Regions from separate parts of the Triticum aestivum genome. Here region 2 is linked to region 1. Evidence: chromatin contacts called from public Hi-C data. All regions are on one chromosome and are shown on one strand. The core of a region is the stretch at or near the end of the contact, and the rest is flanking DNA. Distances in the headings are between cores, read along the strand shown.

Evidence for each region. Hi-C and Micro-C count contacts between places; a contact is called where the count stands out from the background.
Region 2: a contact with region 1 is called in a Hi-C map of leaf, with 3 times the contacts expected there. The contact joins the enhancer-like site here to the promoter of LOC123052988 in region 1. A contact is called at or near these places in 2 of 5 Hi-C or Micro-C datasets (both in leaf).

What each region holds. Positions count from the first base shown.
Region 1 is chr2D:327,872,246-327,875,677 of IWGSC CS RefSeq v2.1, reverse strand. It overlaps LOC123052988 (potassium transporter 22), which reads left to right and starts at 1,631. Exons shown (of 6, transcript XM_044476355.1): 1 at 1,631-2,228; 2 at 2,760-3,101. The coding sequence starts at 1,850.
Region 2 is chr2D:328,034,009-328,037,440 of IWGSC CS RefSeq v2.1, reverse strand. No RefSeq gene overlaps it. Among protein-coding and RNA genes, the nearest start is that of LOC123052990, 140 kb to the left of the region's middle. Within about 2 kb of position 1,715, at least 1 of the 8 cell types and tissues checked has an H3K27ac peak or open chromatin away from gene starts, as enhancers often do. A contact at or near this core is called in leaf, where this site is marked.

The sequences.
Region 1 (3,432 bases), core at 382-2,881:
TATCATGGTATGAACGCTTCTTCAAGCAGGATACATGATCCTGCACCTAGCCCCTAGTACCTAGCTAGAACGGTATGTCGCTACATGGATCCATGCGGCAACTAATTCGATATAAAGAGCATCAATGGATGAAAGTGAAGTCTCAAATCTGAATATAGTTATCAAATTATGCATATGCGTATCATGAAACAATAGCCAGGTTTAAGGCATGCATGATTCATAGCTATATATACGTTGTCACATTTATTTAGTGGCAAACTCCGTCAAGCCACAAAAAGTGTGGCAGGAAAATTGGTCACACAAGTTAGACAAAGTTTAACAAAAAATACAAGGCCTTCGCTGTGCTGGTTGAAAATCGCCGCTAAGAAAGTGTGCATGCCACAGTTATGACAGTGAAACAAATAATACAGTAGCCTTATGAAACTTGGCAAAGCGTCTTCTATGAACATGCCGCTAACTTGAATATTAAGATTTGCTTCTAACAATTAATTACTGTGCACCTTAATTGCTTGTTTCTTGGATAATTGAAGAAAATACAATGGAGAGATCACGTTCTTCAGGTCGCAATCTGATAAATTAGGCGCCGTGGGGCATCGCTTTGGTTGGCTAATGCGTTTGGTGCCTCGCGCTAGCTAACCATACCCCGGTGTGTCCACTCTTAACTAACATGGTAGCCTGTCCTTGGCTATCTTCAGTTGAATTAATCTGGTAAGCAAGCACACTTGCTTATCGGCGAAGAACCTACAGAGCAATACCTGGAACAATTAATAAATAATCAATAAGCAAGCTTGCATAAAATCTCCATCAGAAATCTAGGACATACTTACAGATTAAGTGTTGAGTTGTTCAGAGATTAAGTGTCAGTGTTGTAAAAGAAGGACATGCATGTCAGTGTTAATCCAAGTAATTTGTCAAGGAAACTATAATGGCAGAGACTATTTTTGTGGTAAACAAGCTAGGCATGTATGGCGCTTCCTGTGTACTATATGCTCGTAGCTGACGAAGAAGAGATTGAAGAGCATACTACTACTGGGTTACTTGAGGAAAACAGAGCCATGTACAGATAAAGGCCAGACAGAAGAGACACAACCCGACTGAATCAACGTACGTACGTATATCTCTGGACGGAGAGCTACAAGAGATGATCGACGATCTTGCACCGAGGTCAATGAGTGGATCCAAGCAACATAAGTAGGTAGCGTTTTTCTCACTCGACATAGGTACGTGCGGCGGACGTGAGGTCATGCATCTGAATCCAAGGTCTGTCTACGCGTGGTTGAATTCGTGGATCCATGCTGAAACAGACTGCACAGTGATGGAAAGATATCGATTTTTGATTTCCTTTGGCGTAGCAACAGCTACAGCAATGAATTATGATCACGCGGTTAGTTCCCTTGTGGCCCGATCGAGCCCGACGCTGACGCCATGAGCCGCGAAGGGTGATGGGCGAAAAGTAAGCTAGCCAAGCCAAAGCCATTGCGGGGACGGAATCTGTTGATCCATCAACGTCCATCTGAAAACGTATCCAGGTCGGGTCGCATAGCACAGCAGCACGTATGTACTCCACACAGTAGCAGCTTAATTAATTGCTACCCTGCCGTTCACATACTCCAGCGATCCACAACTAGTACCGCGCGCTAACTCTAACCAGAGAGATGCAGATAGTAGTACTAGCTCATTATAAAAGGGAAGGTTGCGTGGCGAGGCCATGAGAGACTAGATCCATCCAGGAGCACAAGCTAGCTAGCTGGATATTGGCATGTTATTCCACGAGCCAATTACACACTTACTTCTTGGATCCTTCTCAACAATTAAGCTCAGTCATCTAGCCGGCTGGTAGGATCGATCGATGGCTGAGCAGCAACAGAAGAAGCAGCAGCAGCAGGGTGGCGATGACGAGGTGCTGGAGGTGGAGTGCGCGCTGGACATGCCGGAGGTGGTGCAGCGGCAGGACTCGCTGTACCGGGACGCCTCCCGGGCCGGCGGCGCCAGCCACCACGGCCATGAGCGATGGGGCAAGACGCTGCGCCTCGCGTTCCAGTGCGTCGGCGTGCTCTACGGCGACATCGGCACGTCGCCTCTGTACGTCTACTCCAGCACCTTCACCGCCGGCGTCCGGCATACCGACGACCTCCTCGGCGTCCTCTCCCTCATCATCTACAGCTTCATACTCTTCACCATGGTCAAGTACGTCTACATCGCCCTCCGCGCCAACGACGATGGAGACGGTACGCACACAAATTAGCTTAGCTCCTCCATCTTCTTCTTCCTCCTCTTTCTTCTTTCTTTGTACTCGATCGTAGTAATTAGATTGCGCGACGTGTTACACGTACGTACGGTGCACCTAGCTAGCTACCTTAGCATGCAGCAAATTGACGCAGCATCTGCATGTACCAACAGCTTAATTGGACCCCCCGACCCAACGGCAAAATTGATCGTTTGGTGCATGCGTGGTACACGACCGTCTCTTGTCGTCTCTTCCTAAAAAACAAGGTTTTCCAAAATGAAGTGGGTCGAGTGGCCGTGCATGTGTTTGTTGTTATTAATTAATTATTATTATAACAGAGAACTAGGAGTAGTTCGTACTGTAGTTAGCGATCAACGTAGTAATACTTCTCATATTGTGCATCATATAAATAATCCTACGATTGAGTACATGCATGGGAATGTTTGTGGTTATTTTACTGTAGTTAGCATGCATGCATGAAGTATATACCAAAGGCCCAAATTAAAGAAGTTGTTGCATGACATATATGCAGGCGGTACGTTCGCGCTCTACTCTCTCATCTCGCGGCACGCCAAGGTGAGCCTGGTGCCGAACCAGCAGGCGGAGGACGAGCTGCACATCCTGGAGCAGGACGACCCCAAGTCCTTCAGCCGGCGGCGCGCCCTGGCCACGCTGCAGCTGGCCTCCCCGGCGGCGTACCGCGCGCAGCGGGTCAAGGAGCTCCTGGAGACGAGCAAGCCCGTGCGCATCTCGCTCTTCCTGCTCACCATCCTCGCCACGGCCATGGTGATCAGCGACGCCTGCCTGACGCCGGCCATCTCCGTGCTGTCCGCCGTCGGGGGGCTCAAGGAGAAGGCGCCACACCTCACCACAGGTACGCACCGTGCATATATATCTTTCAGTCTACATTGTACAGTATACGTACTAGCGCCTAGCTAGAGGCATCAATATCATACTGACATACAACTCGATCAGCCGGCCGCCTATGGGTAACAAGTGTGAACACGATGGATGAGGTCGACGACCAGCTAGCTAGAGTGTAGTGTAGCGTAGCGTGATTTAGATGCAACGCAGCATAGCAGCGAGGAAAAGCAAAAATCATTTGAGGCTGCAGGCATATTAATTGATGCGAGAAAAACAGCATCCATCCGTCCATGTCCGCCATTTCTTTTTCCGATGGGTCAGCGTGTGTATATAGGTAGGTC
Region 2 (3,432 bases), core at 466-2,965, 160 kb before region 1:
TCTATGTCAAGCAGTGCCGTATTCCAGAAGACTTCATCTCGATCTCTGGGCTGGAATACGGGGCGTTCCGGTTTCTCTGAGCCGGGGTGCCACAAGCTCTCTACCACGGATGGGTTCCCGGCTCCAGATGCCTCATTCTACCGGTCTATTCTTGGTGCTCTCTAGTACCTCACTCTTACATGACCGGAGCTTGAGTACCCTGTTCAGTAGGTGTACCTACATATGCATGCTCCACGCGATGCTCACTGGACTTCGGTGAAGCGGATTCGTCGCTACATCCGAGACACCCTGGATCTCGGGCTCTCACTTCCGGGCCTCGACCGTCATGGACATCATCGCCTATCTCTGATGTTGACTGGGCAGGCTGCCCTGACACACGATGTTCCACTTCAGGATATTGCGTTTATCTTGGACCGTCACTTATCTCTTGGTCGTTCGAGCGGCAGCCCACCGTCTCTCGCTCCAGTGTTGAGGCAGAGTATCGTGCGGTGGCTAACGTGGTTGAAGAGTGCTCGTGGCTCCATCAGCTTCTCCATGAGCGTTCATGTCCTGTTGACAAGTCCACCATCGTCTACTGTGACAACGTCTCCGCCATTTACCTCTCCGCTAATCCGGTTCATCATCGTCGCACCAAGAACATTGAGCTTGATATCCATTTGATTCGAGAACAGGTGGCTCTTGGACGTATACGTGTTCTACATGTACCCACCTCCCAACAATTTGCAGACATCATGACTAAGGGATTACCTACGTGTCTTTCGAGGAGTTTCGATCCCGCCTTTGCGTCGCCAATGGCGACCGCTTCGACTGCGCGGGGGGGGGGGGGGGGGGGGGTTGAGTTGTATATTTTGCATGTGTATTTCTTGTACAACAAGCCCTCATCCTTCCTTGTCTAGTTGAGGACGTGGCTACCTTTGTACCCCGATAAATATATCGTGAGTTGCACCTATTCTCTATAGAGGGCACCGGTGTCAAATGAAGCAAAAGTGATTTTGACACCGGTTTCAACCTACATAGTGGAGGACCTTGCACGTGAGAGAAATGATCCTATGCACAGTAGTTTGTTTTTTACTCTATATCATCTCTCTCATACACGTGGACAATATTATTGGACAGGGATATAATTTAGTTAGCTTCTCGTTTGCCCACTCTGGATGCTCCACCCATCTGTAAGATTGTTTTTTTTGACACACAGTGGATTTTATTGACTCCAATGTAGCATCAGGAAAATACAAACATAATGAGCACACACCCGGCCTCTGCATAGTTAGAATGCACACAGCCAACACCAGCACACGCACACAAATATAACATACCAACAAATAGCAAAATTATATAAGACCAAAGATATGTGTAGGCGAGAAAAAAAACGCAAAGCGAACAGAAGTTCCACGTGGCAAAACTGTGACACCAGACCGGGGTGGGTTGGCATGCCATTAATTGCAGCTGAGTGAGTAAAACGCAAGATATTCACGTGGCCTCATGTGCTCCACATACACAATCTGTCGTGGAGAAGCTAGGAAGAAAGGTCAAAGAGTGCACACCTTCATAGTCAACTCAGCCAAAGCATTGCAGCTATGTGCATGTGCTGTAGCTAGCTAGCTGGGTCAATTTAGTTAGCTGCAAACAACGTCGATTTGGTTTTGTCCATTCGTGTGATCAGTGTAGTGCGTACGTCGATTTGCTCTACCTTTGGCAGCAAGCGTGCGTCAGTCTCGCAAATTTTAAAGAAGACAACAAAAGTTGACTTTTGGCAGCATTCATCTGGATCTATACTCTGTATAGTGTAGCAGTATGAACGAACGACGTCCGTTGAATTACCTCAATGGGAAGTTAATCTGGAATAAATGGCACCGCTGGACCATACATATCCAACGGCCAGAAATGCATGGAAGCTATGCCTTTACCTAGGACCAGGAACATACAATCTGCAATACTTTCTCCACATGCTTCGCTCCTTCTCTAGACAGTAGCTCTAAAAGTAGCATTTCATTTGTTTGGAAATAAGTGTCGTGCTTTTTAGCTTAAATTTAAATTAAAACCATGACATTTATTTTTTATCAAGAGGGAGTAGCGGCCTTGAATTGTAATGCACCCTACCTATAATCTGACGTACATGTATGCGCCACACATCGGAGATCAATAAAGAGAATTATTGAATAGTTGAGTAATTTTACATTAAATTTAAATTAAAATAACAGTATATAAAACATGGTAATCAAAATAGATATGGTAATCCAATCAAGTAGCTTTTTTTAGGGAAATCGAATCAAGTAGCTGAGTGGTGAAACTAGACATGTAATCGGGAACATAAAGGAGAAACATCATATAATATCGGGCGGCTGGGCCTTGGGCTCGGTGGCGCGACTGCGTGGCGATGGCTGCGTGGCAGGGCGGGCCGGCGCGGTGGGATGGCGGGGCGGCTGGCTTTGTGTCGGCTTCGACAGATCCGGCGGTTGGCGCCGCGGGTTGTGGCAGCGCGGCTGGGCAGGATCTGTAGGGCATGCGACTCGGCCTCGACCTCCTCGGCTGGTTGTATGTGGCGTGGTGGAGGGCTCCTGTTGGGCACGGGTCCGATCCGCTCGGATCTCGCCCTGGTCGTCGGCAGGTGGCTCGGGGCGGGGGCAACGATCGTCCTGGTTGGTGCACGGTGATGGGCTGTGATGGCGTGGTGGCAACCCATGGTGGCGGTGAGGGTCATTTCCCGGCGACGACTGGATTTGCTCTGGTGTCAGTCCATTCGTGCATGGCTCTGGTGGTGATCTCTAGTGCCCTTTAGCGGCTGCAAGTTGTGGCATGTCTGGTACCTCACATCGTTGGGCGGATGGCCGAGACGGGCCAGTTGCGGATCTAGGCCGGGAGTTGCAGTTAGGCGTCGCAAGGGGTGGCGCTGGGAGAGATGGGTGGCGCCTATGCGGTTGGACCACCTGTCACCGGCAAGTGTGCCAGGCGTCGACGTGGTCCGCACCCGCTTCACCTCTTCAATGACTCAGTGGCTCCCCGATCAATCTCGTCTTTCCGATCATTGGCGGCTCTGTCGGCACTCGGAGCTTGCCGGTCGGCTCATCACCTGCACTCATGGAGGACCTATGGGACTTTGGGATTCCCTAGGCGGCGGCCTGGGTGGTGGGAGTCGTGATGCTTGTGGGCTGAGCTTGCGGCTCAGGTGCGGGCAGCTAGCGGCCATGGCCGCTTGGGCGGTGTGGTGGATGGTGTTTCGACGTTCTGTGGCGGTGTCTTGCGGTGCTCCATGTACCTGGCCACACCATGGGTGAAGGTACAGTATGCTTTCCGGGGTGAAAAACCCTATCTGGCTTTGGCCGGACCGACGGAGGCGGCTCTTGTGGACGTCGTCATCTTCCAGAAGTCTCCGTTGTGGTTGCTCCTTTCCCTTCGTCTTCTCCTGATGAAAATCTTGATCTTTGGATCGGA